Linked DNA regions of Cricetulus griseus: region 2 is linked to region 1. A link is a contact called in public Hi-C data. All regions are on one chromosome and are shown on one strand. Each heading gives the region's core, a stretch centred on a gene start, on an enhancer-like site or on the middle of the called end of the contact. The rest is flanking DNA. Distances are from core to core; before and after follow the strand shown.

Region 1 (5,652 bases), core at 1,021-3,520:
GCATCCATCCATCAGTTTTAAGTTGTACTGAAAATGAACAAAGGTTATAGCCAAAAAGAGGCTTGATAGCATCAGCTATCAAAAAAAAAAAAAAAAAGGATCACTGTGGAAGAACAATTTTAAAAAGAAAGAAATGCAACCACATCCTCCCGCTAAGAGTCCAAGACCCCAGAGTGCAGCTTTAAGAACGGGAAATGAGTCACACCCAGCTGGAGGCCTTCCTCTCCTCCCGAGCAAGGAGCTCCAGTCAGGTGCACTCCATCCCTGGCACCAGCTTTCAGAGGGTTTCATCAGACTTCTGTATATGCAGCCCAGGAAGAGCTGAGCAGAGTCATCTGAGAAAAAAACAGGAGCACCTTTCAGACTTCCGATAGGGACCCAGACATTGCTCTCAGAGGAACCCATTCGCTATACCTCCTCAGCATCCACTGGGGGGCAAAGAGGGGTATGTACCCCTCCTCAACACCACAAGACATTCCACGTCCCACAGAAGCCATTGCTCTTGATGGGTCTGGAGGCATCAGAAGTCACCACAGGCAGCCATGAACACTCAAGGGGCCCAGATGCATTCAGAGTCAGTCCTCATAAGGACAGAACTTGCTGGGACCCTCCCCCTGGAATTATAATATATCCTGTGGATCTTGAGTCAGTCTCCAAGCCTGCCTGGGATGTGGTTCAAGTACATGAGGCTGCCAAATGCCAAGGGGATCAGCAACACAGCATTCACCTTCTCCACCCAAGCAGCCAAGTTTTAAACCCAAACACTTCAGGGTTAGAAGTTCAGACCGCACAGGAGCCAAGCTTTCCTGGGGGCTGAGGCCTTATGTGGAGGGAAAGAGGGCAGTACCTGCACCTGTTTTGGACACACTCCTGCTGGACTTGGAAGGCTCCCATGCTCCTCAACGGAGGGCTCACCAGCCTTTGGCAGGCACAGTACTATACTAGGACAAGCCACCTGCAGGCCTTTCACTGTCACTGGCCAACAGCAACTCAAGAGGACAGGCTGCTAATCCACCGGCTGGACTATGAGACCACATTACCCACTTACATACCACCTGCTCCCCCCAGGTAAGTGATGGCAGGGCCAGAGAAACAAAACAAGGAAACTGTTCAGGCACCTAGTAGCAGAGACAGGGGAGCCATTAGTGGTCCAAAGAGAACACAAGCCAGGATATCGTCTCCTGCAGGGCTACTGCCCTGCTTGGCACTGGGGGTCAGAACAGTGTTCTACACACAGGCTTACAGGCAGCAGAATCACCCACTTTTCCTCCTCCTCATGGGTGGCCCCCAAGTGGCAGGTGTATCAAAGTGTCTGTCCCCTTTAGCAAGAGAATGTGGAGGAGTCCTGTCTCCCTAGAAGGGTCATAATTTGACCCAGGACTTTGGTTCAAAACGCCCAGCGTTTGCACGAGGGCAGGCAGACCTGCCCTGGGACATGATGCTGCCTGGGTCCCACCGGCTCCCTACATGCTCCAGGTCCAAATATCTCTCCAGTATCCAAGAACTGGGGAAAAGGGCAGCCATGAAGCAACTGAGCAGGCTGGCCAGAACAGCACCCACAGCAGCAGCGCTTCTCAAAACACATCTTCAACGTCCATGCAAGACGCTCAGGCCAGGCCTGATAACCTGTCACGGATCGAGTGGCGCCATCCCAGGCAGCTGCCCCCAGGCGTCGGCTGGGCCCGGAACGGGACATGCGGGCGGCCCAGGATGCAGCGGCACAGTGCCACTTTCTCACAGGAGAGACTCTATTGTCCATTATCAAATGAACACTGACGATCCATCTTCCCTGGCAGGCTGGGCTGCACCGCCGGCCTTGCGGGGCAAGAGGCACCGCAGTGCTCTCTCGGCCGGGCAACCGCGTGTGTACACACGCACGCACACACGCGCGCACACACCCCGCCGCGCCAGGGGCGCCCGCTCCCCCGCGCTTTCCAGAAGCCCCGGGGCGGTCTGGCCCTCACCTTCGATGGCGATGACGTGCTCCCGGATCTGGTTCTGCAGCACCGGCTCCTCCACGCGCTCCAGCAGCTCGTAGATGGAGTAGATGTTGGGATGGACCGACTCGAAGCGCTGGATCTCGGCCCGGATGGCAGCCGAGTTGGCCAGCTGCTGCTGGTAGTTCATGGTGCAAGCACGGCGCCCAGAGCCGCGCGCCCCCCGTCGCCGCCACCCGGCGCCCCGGAGCCCACGGGCTACCGAGACCCGGGGCGCCGCAGCCCCCGGGGAGCACGGAGCCGAGGAGGCGCAAAAAGAAAGGCGAGGGTGAGGCACTAGAGGGGCTCAGTTCATGGCCGGGAAGCGCGTCCCGGGTCAGCGGCCCGTCCGGGGAGACCGCGGCGCCATGGAGCGCGAACGGCCGCGGAGGAGGCTCGCTCAGGCGCCTTCCCGCGCCGCAGCCGCCTGCACCCCTACGCGCCGGCCGGCCGAGCAGCCATTAAAGCGCAGGGAGCAGCGCGGCGCTATGAGCGCCGGGGCCGAGGCCCCCGAGCAGTGGCCGCTCTGCTCCGGGGCGCACGGCTGCGGCTGGGTCCGCGCGCTTGTGAGTGCCGCGCTACCGCGCACGCCGGGGCCCTCGGCTGCCCTGCGCCGTCCGCCGAGCCGGGACCGAGCCGTGGGCGCCTTGCCAGCCGCGGAGACCGCTCCGAGCGCCGCCCGCCGCTGCCCGGCCAGCCCCTCCCTGGCACGCAGGGCCCTGGCCCACGTCGGCCCGCCCCCGCCCGCGCTCGCCGCCCTCCGGCCGCCGCTGCGTCCTCCGCGGCGCTTCCCAGCGCGCCGGATCCCGGGGAATTGCGCCAGACCCCGCCCCGCGCTGCCTCTGGGCTTGCTGGGACTTGTAGTCCGTCATGCCGGCCGGCCCGCGCGCGTGGGGTGCGCTCTGCGCTCGCGTTGCAGCGCGCTGGGCGGGCCCCGCGGGGCGCCCGGGCGCCACTCTCGCGGCCCTATCTGCGAGGTATTCTTGACCTCCTTGGGCCTTCTCGGTTGTCCCCGCTGCTCCGTGCCAACCCCTGCGTCTCGGAACCGGGAAGGTGGAGTATAAGCCGGTCCGCCCGCGCTTTTGTTTGCCACCAGAGCGATTGAGGAGCCTCTGCGACTACCGGGGTCTGTCAACTTTCTGCCTCCTTTTCTGAACCCAGCAAGAGAGTTGCTTCCCTTCCCGTGGCAAACACGGGGTTCCACGCTTCGTCAATAAACTGAAGTTGAGGCTGGGATGGTAGAGAGACGGGATTCCACGCGGGGCTTCTAGGCAGTCTTTCCCACGAAAACGTTGCACAGCTGAGTTGTAGCCTCCAAGCTGCAGTCCCCCGAGCGCTGCCTGTTCTGCCCTGGCCCCTTGCAGGCTCACCTCACACTAACCCCACTTGAGCTCAGCCCAGCAGCCCAAGAAGCTGGACCGCACTGCAGCTGAGAGCTCATTCCAACGTTTCCAAGTGAATAAGATACTGTAGATTTCCAGGGATCCAGAGCAAGCCCGAGTCCTGGGTCTGTGCACTATGGCGGAGTCCCTGTCTCTCCATCCAGGGGTGTTTCATAAATAGCCCCACATCCCTGATTCAAGTGTCCTGTGCTTTAACTGGTTCAAATTCAAGCTAATGAGCAGCCCAGAGACCTAGACACCAAGCTGTTTCTGGTTTCTCTTTCGGGTTTCAGTATTTTTCAGGCAGGTGTACTGACACTTTGGATAATTCAGCCTTCCTTGTTCCTGACACTGCAGAGGCCCTGGCTTGTTCTGTACCTTGCCTCTGACTTTGCCTTTAGCAATAACGCTAATAGAGATGCCAGCATGTGACTTTATCTACTGTTAGCAATTTGTCCCTACCCCCAGCTTGAAACCCCAAATCTGTGAGAAATCGTCCCAGGCCTCCACTGCCCCACATCTGGCTTCTCAATCTCTTTGGGGGTTCTTACTTCACTAACTGCTAAATATGGATGGCCCTGGGACTTGTCCTTAGACCTATTTTACTTGTGTGTCTTAGGGCTTCGAATATCTTGAAGAGTTTGATGCTAACCCAGATCTCACCCCTGAGCACCAAACATATCCACCTGTCCCACGTCTTCTCCCCCAACCCCCAACTGTTGGGTTGAATATTGATTATCTCATGTTGGGAAGCCTGTAGTCTCAGCACTCGTGAGACCAAAACAGGAGGATTGCTTGTGAGTTCAAGGCCAGCCTGGACTGAAGATGAGACCCTGCCTTTAAAAATAAATAAGTGGGACATCTTCCCCATGCCTGTAAACATCTCCCCATGCCAGCCCAAGGCAGTACACATCTTTGTTCACCAATCTGAAAATTCAGTGTGGTCCTTTTTGTCTCCTGTCCCCTTCCATCCCGGAATGTCAGCTCAGCCTTTGAAATATACTGAAGCTTCTCACTTTCCATCACCCTTTGAAGGATTGACTACCCAGCCTCTGAACTATTGATGGAGAACTAACCTAGGGATCTGCCTCCTTCCTGTCTCCTCGATGACCATTCTGGAGAAGATAATCCTGGTGAGCTTTGTAAGCCTAAGCCATGGCTCTCTGCTCTAAACCCTCCTCCAATGCCACCCATCCTCTCTGGCTCCCAGAGCCCTCCTGGCTTGCACTATAACCAAGAGCTGAGCAGAATCTCACTTTCCTCCTAGTGTTTTTTGTTTTGTTTTCATTTTGAGACTCACATAGCCCAGGGTGGCCTCCAACTTGCTATATAGCCAGGTTGACCTATATTTCTGATCCTCCTGCCTCCACCTCTCAAATGCTAAGGTTATAGGCATGTACCACCAACACCGACTTTATGGGCTGGAATCAAACCCAAGGCTTTGAGCAAGCAGTCTATATCTGAGCTACATCTCCAGTGTGCATTCTCCTACTAAGCTTATAACTTGGCCTATCACAATCCCAGGGACACAAGACTTCGTTGTTCATAGCAATAGCAGTGGACAGAGTAGTGATGGTTTTATGTACCCATAAACTGAATTCCAAGCCATACAGGCTTGCATCAGGGGCCAAGTGGTACTAGGTGACTTCATATGAACTGAACCCTGGTTGTAAGAATCCATGTCCTTCAGACATGGTATAGATGGGTATAGATGTCAGAAGAGGAACTCTGGGCTTCAGGGCCTACCTCCTCTGGAGCTCAAGCAACTATGGCAAAGCTCCACAGACCACACAACTCCAACAGAAGATATCCAAGAATAAGGTGTCAGCAAGGTTGGAGTCTCCTATGGGCCCCTCCTCAACTTGGAGATAAAAGTCTTCTCCCTGTGTCCTTACCCAATGTCTTTTGTGTCCTCATTCTGATCTCTACATTGAGTGACATCAGTCCTATTGAATTGGGGCTATCCCTATTGGCCTGATCTTTACTTAATTGCCTCTTTAAAGAATCACTCCTTCATGTCCATTCTGAGGTCATGGAGATTAGAGTTTCAACACAGCATCTGAGGGGACACAATTCAGCCGTAGGAGAACCTCTCTCACTAGACCACCCTCTGCTTCCACCCCATCCTAGCATCTCCAGGCACACGAACCTCCTTCCTGTCCTCTGAGGACACCAGTCGTCACCAGTCAGGAGCATCTCCCCTCAAAACCTTCCCCAGCCACACCCACTTCCTACATGGGCTCATTCTAAAACCACCCGCTCAGGAGACCTTCCCTGATACCTTGTAGGAAGTG
Region 2 (5,652 bases), core at 864-3,363, 68 kb before region 1:
TCTCACAGTAGAAGACAGCCTTAAAAGGAACTGGGAAGTAATTGCTGGTCTCATGCCGAGCAATGAAGGAAATGCAGAGACTGGCCAAAAAGAGAATTCAGGAATCCCAAATCAATGGATATCACTTCCTCACAATGTTCTTCGAAAATCCAATGACTACTTCGTACCCAGATCTTGCTATTCAGCGAGGCCATTGGTCAGAGGCTGGGTGAAGGAGCCTGTGAGAGACTGGAGGACAAGCACAGAGACAGGTCTGAGGGGAGGAACCCAGTGTTCTCTGTTCTAGGGTAATCACCAAGAGGCACTTGGAAAAAGTACCTTCCCCTAAGTTCCCATGTTTGCACTGTGCACAAAAAATTACTGTTCCTCCTCCAGCAAATGGCTCCACTGCCATTCCTGAGACTGCAGGAGAGGGACAGCAGCACCGGACCCCAGCAGGTGCCACAGGGATGTTCAAACACCCCAGTCACAAGGCTGCTGTTTTGCAGAATGGATTGTTTCAAGGCTGTTGTAGGAACCTGCTCCCTGAGGAGATAGGGCATCAGCTTTAGTCCCACCCTCATAAGGCACCAACAACAAACCACACAGTAAGACCTCAACAAAGCCCAATGGGAACCAATGAAAGCACAGGTGAGGGTTGCTTCCAGGAGCACTAGTAACTCCAAAGCAGCTGTTCACCAGGAAGCCTCACTCCATCACAGCTGAGGGCTCCCCCACAGCTGCACAGGAGCCCTACTCCCCAGTTAATATCCACTGTCTGTAGCAGTTACCCCAGACCATGTGGCCATGTGCAATTAGACAGAATTAACACAGAACGTACAACTGGCCAGGAGGTGCAGAAGGGACACTGAGATCAGGTAAGGCCCCAATGACCCCCCCATACCCCTTCTACTATGACGGGATGTCAACCGTCAACAAGCCCTATCCTGAGGGTCTCTTGCAAGTAGCCACAAACACTCAGAGGACAGCACCCCTCGGCAAAGATTAAAAACAAAATGGGTGTCTTTCCATCCTTTCAAAGAATGCCAAGCACACACAGCAGGGGCCGCTCAGGCTGAGCTCGGAATCCCAACCTCATACCTGTTGTTTTGCCTTGGCAGGAGCACAGCTCAACGACAGCTGCAGCTGCGTCTCTGGCTGCCTTTCACTCACCAGCTGTCTGGAGCTCAAGACAAGAATCATTCACCTTCCATTGGACTCTCCTTTTCCACCCAGGAGGCTTTACAAGTAGACAGCAGATTAGCGAGCTCGGTGGACAAGGGGGACAGGAGTGATTCTGTTACTGTCCCCATGGTTACATATGGGTATTACGTTCTCTCTACAAATGCTCAAAAATTATTTGATTCGAGCCCCTGGCTTTTCCAAACAAGGGAAGATCTGGTGAGCATTTCCATTATCAGCAGCACAAAGATCAAACACAGCAAGAGTTCAATCAGGTAAATGAAGTGTGGGACTTAAACCTGGGCTCTGGCTCTTCTCTGAGTCTAGCACGGGGAGTTTCCTCAAGTCATCCATTCACGGGTGTGCCCTGTATGTGAATGACAACTCTAACAGCAGGGGTTCCAGAGAAAGCTGCCACTCTCAGGTCCTCCCTCAACAGCTGAGACCGAATTCCTATCAGGGACCTGTCCCTGGGGTGAGTGTGTAGTCTGATTAAAGAATGTGCCACACCCACAAGTGGTCAGTTTGCTCACACATCAAAACTGCTCTCTCCAGAGTCCTAGGCAGCCTCCTGTTCACCACTCCCCAAACCATCGGCATTGAACCAGTTGGTCACTGAAGTTCCAAACTTCTCTTGGTTCACACCCTGTCTGGGCTAGGGCTCCTAACCCTGTAATAAAACACCATGACCAAAACTTGGGGAGGAAAGAGTTAATTTTTCTCACAGTTCCATACAACTGGTCATCATTAAAAGCAGGAACCTGAAGGCAGGAGCTGAAGCAGAGGTCAAGGAGAGGAGCTGCTGAAGCTTGCTCCTCATGGCTTGTTCAGACTGCTTTCGTACAGAACCCAGGACACCAGCCAGGGACAGCACCACACACAATGGGCTGGGCCCTCTCCCTGGTCACTAAGAAAATGTCTTACAGTCAGACCTTACGGAGGCATTTTCTCAATTGAGGATCCTTCCTCTCTGATGACTCTAGCATGTGTCACGTTGACATAAAACTAGCCAGTACACACCCCATACTTCATCTGTCAGAAACTTGTCTAAACATGCCTGAGTGACAGCTGCCACCCTGGAATACAAGGACAGGGCTGACTGTCACTGCACTTGCAGCTCCTTAACAACTCGCCGGTGACCTCAGCTTTGTCCAGTAGACCCAGACAATGAACCTGCCTTCCTTTCTGACGTGTCTGTACACGGGGAACAGGGCAAGGGGAAGGAAGACAAGGATGGGCGTTGAAATGGAATGAGGCAGGAGAACAAACCTGCAGCTGGACTCTACATACATGTCTTTAACAAAGCAAAAAGACAGTTAAGTGGGTTACAGATGTTCAGACAGCTGCCCAGCACAGAGCCTGTGATAAAAATCACTTCCCACAGCTTAAAAGTTTTTAAGCTGGAGCTTTTTTGATGACTCTGAGCCATACAGTGACCCCAAGTAACCCTCAGGTCATTAGGAGAGGGAGGTGGGTGAGGCTCGGTGCTGTGGAATAATCTTTTTGTACACTGTGAAGATGTGTTTTTGCCAAGGTTCCTTCCGGTTGGTTTAATAAAGAGCTGAATGGCCAATGCTAGGCAGGAAGAGGCCAGGCAAGACTTACAGCAGACAGAGGGTAAGAGGCGGTGAATCTGGGTGTAGGAGAGATGCCAGAGGAGTCGGAGAGGAAACAGGAGGTCCAAGATGGAAGAGAGGTAAAAAGTCATGAGGCAAAAACTAGATTAATATAAATGGGTTCACTTACATTGTAAGAGCCAATGGGACAAGCCTAAGCTAGAGGCTGAACTTTCATAATTAGTAATAAGTCTCCTTGTCATTATTTGGGAGCTGGTAGGACAGAGAAAGACTTGTTACAGGTCAGAGAGGGTTGCACGGCTGCAGAGGCAGGGGTGGGGGAGGAGGAGAACTGTAAGGCAAGGCAGGAACAGCTGGGAGAGGCCGGTGCAAGCTCCCCTAGAGCCCTGAAGGACCACAGCCTTTGATACAGCCCTGTAAGATACAAGGCGCATCTTATACTCCTGGTTCCCAGAACTTTAAGATAACAAACTTGTGTTGGTTGAGGCCACACATGCACTCAGATGGCTATAGGGTAACATCTGAATGACCAGGAAGTGTGACAATTCAACAGTAAAGTGGGAGAAAGGTCTCCAGAACTCACTCACTCACAAAGCCACTGCTGGAGGAAATCCACAAGAGGCTTGGTGAGAGAGGCCAAGGGAAGGGCAAGGAGAAAGAAGCTCAGGGCAAGAGGGGAAATGACCCACAGTGTGTGTCTGTCAGGGGCTTCTTCAAGCTGTGGCTGGGCCATGTCTGATCTGTAAGATACCCAGTGGCCTCTGTAGTTCCTCTGAGAAGTCGTACAGAGACCACTTAGTAGCAGAGAGTGCAGATGGAGAGAGCACAAAGATGTGGAGTCAAAAGCTGTGGGTAGCTGTGGATAGCTATGGACAGAAGCGCACAGCTGCAAGCGGCTGCTGGGGTTTTAGGCCTTCAGCAATGAACCAACCCAACTGAAACAAGGGCAATTTATTCTCACGGGCCTGGAGGCCAGGAAGTCCACACTCAAGGAACATGGCCTTGCTCTTCAGGAAGGCTCTCACCTCTCCCTAGTTTCCTGGAGGCTGTCCACCCTGGGTTCTAGTCTCTGCCTTAGGCTACAGCTCTTCCATGCCCCTCCCTCTAGAGCCCGAGTGCTACCCACACGCCTTTCACTGTGGGGCCTTTTCTTCCTCACTTTCCTTCCAAGTTGATTCAGATGGGGGTCTCTGAACTTCAGCCAGTCATGATGGAACCCCAAGTTCTCCCCAAGACGTGGCCTAAGCAAGGTAGAGAGATGAGAATACTGCAATGATACCTCTGCTTCTACCAGCAGGTCTGGCAGGCAGAAGGGTTTGCACAAGTGTGCTCTACAGACCCTAGCCCCTGAAAGCAACGTGCTGACAGAACATACAAACGTATGTAAACAGCTTTTGTAACTTGGTAAATACAACATAAACATGACATAGAACTTACATCCTTACAATTTTTTTAAACATACAGTCCATTGACCGTTTATATGAGTTGTGGGTACTACAGTTTTGTTTTGTTTTGTTTTTACAATGTAATATTTTTATTAATCTTTGAGACTGACTGGGGGAAGGGGTGCTCATCCACAATTGATGTTTGATACAGTTTTTAAAGAGGCTTCTCCTCAAGCTCTTGGCCATGGGTGCTTGCCACAGAAAGTGTGGGGCATGACTCATCCAGGGTCTGTCTGATGGTGCCTCAGGCTATGGCTTCCTCACCTGTGCAGCTAAGCTCTGGGCAGCTCCCAGAATCCTGCTTCCTCTGAGATTCTCTGCTCTTACCTGGGTCCTTGGACCTCTAGTCAGGACAACACTGAGACCTGTTTCCCATGAGGGCTAGTCTTGATGGATGTCACCCACATTGCTGGGTACCTGGGATGATCTCTGGTGCAAGTCAAGCCCCCTGAGCACAGTGTGCTCTTCTCTGGCCAGAAGCCTCTTTCACACTTACACTTACACACACACACACACACACACACACAGAGAGAGAGAGAGAGAGAGAGAGAGAGAGAGAGAGAGAGACAGACAGACAGACAGACAGAGGCAGAGAAAGAGAGCGCCCTGTTCAGTCCTTGCTAGTTTTGTCTTTCCATTCAGTACAAAGGCAATCTATTAGGTCCAAGCCTATAGACATGAGGCTTTTGTGCAGCGCTGAAAGGGGGATCGAATGTCAGGAATAGCAAACCTACTCTCTCCTGGAGGAGGGCTGCAAACAAGGCTGTTGAATGCACTTTTTGTTCACTGGCTCAATTAGCAGAGCCATCGAGGGGATGACGACACACTCTCTCCACTTGGCCATTGCCGGGGATGTTCAAGAGTTCATTGGCCAAAGAGAAGTCACAGGGGTAAAAAGGAACAGCTAAACTGTCTGCTGGCCACCAGCTGCTCAGTCACATTCTGGGCAGCAAGGAACTCTCAGACACCTCCAGCCTGCAAGTGGTCAGGGATATGGTCAATGAGCACTTCAGGTGAGCAGGCAGCAGGCAGCAGGATCTCTAGCAAGCGCTGGGAGCTGAAGTTGAGATTGCCATTGCAGCCTGTTCAGCACCACAGCTGCCAGCCACAGGTAACTAAGAGTGCTTGCAGCATGATGGCTGGAGCTAGGGCTGTGGTGCAAAAGACAGAGCACACGAAGCACCGACGGAATCCACTAACTGCAACTGACAGGGCAATGTGCCAATCCATCAGATTAAACAGTTTAGTCAAGTTCACACACACACTTCTTCGCACTGTTCTTTCATGTGACTACCAGAAAGGAGTAAATGACATCGGTGGCTTCATTCTATTTCCAAAAAACAGACTTCAAGAGAGCCCAGGCATTGTGGTCATATAAATTCCGCTAGATGAGGATAAACAGGTGGAGCGTGGGTGTTCATGGCTGAGTGGCAGGGGGGTGTCTAAGGAAAGGTCTGGAACTGGGATGG

The links. A called contact is a pair of places that touch in the nucleus more often than the background predicts.
Region 2: a contact with region 1 is called in a Hi-C map of the CHO-K1 cell line, with 3 times the contacts expected there. The contact joins the enhancer-like site here to the promoter of LOC113833598 in region 1. A contact is called at or near these places in 6 of 8 Hi-C or Micro-C datasets (the CHK-Q cell line, the CHL-YN cell line, the CHO-K1 cell line and 2 more).

What each region holds. Positions count from the first base shown.
Region 1 is chr2:440,981,242-440,986,893 of CriGri-PICRH-1.0, reverse strand. LOC113833598 (atherin-like) reads left to right here and starts at 2,270. Exons shown (of 3, transcript XM_035441117.1): 1 at 2,270-3,102; 2 at 4,394-4,491. The coding sequence starts at 2,291. The coding sequence ends at 3,040. Agap1 (arf-GAP with GTPase, ANK repeat and PH domain-containing protein 1) reads right to left here and starts at 2,422. Exons shown (of 18, transcript XM_027397516.2): 1 at 1,965-2,422. The coding sequence starts at 2,127.
Region 2 is chr2:441,049,177-441,054,828 of CriGri-PICRH-1.0, reverse strand. The region is part of intron 1 of Agap1 (arf-GAP with GTPase, ANK repeat and PH domain-containing protein 1); the gene reads right to left. Among named protein-coding and RNA genes, the nearest start is that of Agap1, 68 kb to the right of the region's middle. Within about 2 kb of position 2,113, at least 1 of the 6 cell types and tissues checked has open chromatin away from gene starts, as enhancers often do. A contact at or near this core is called in the CHO-K1 cell line, where this site is marked.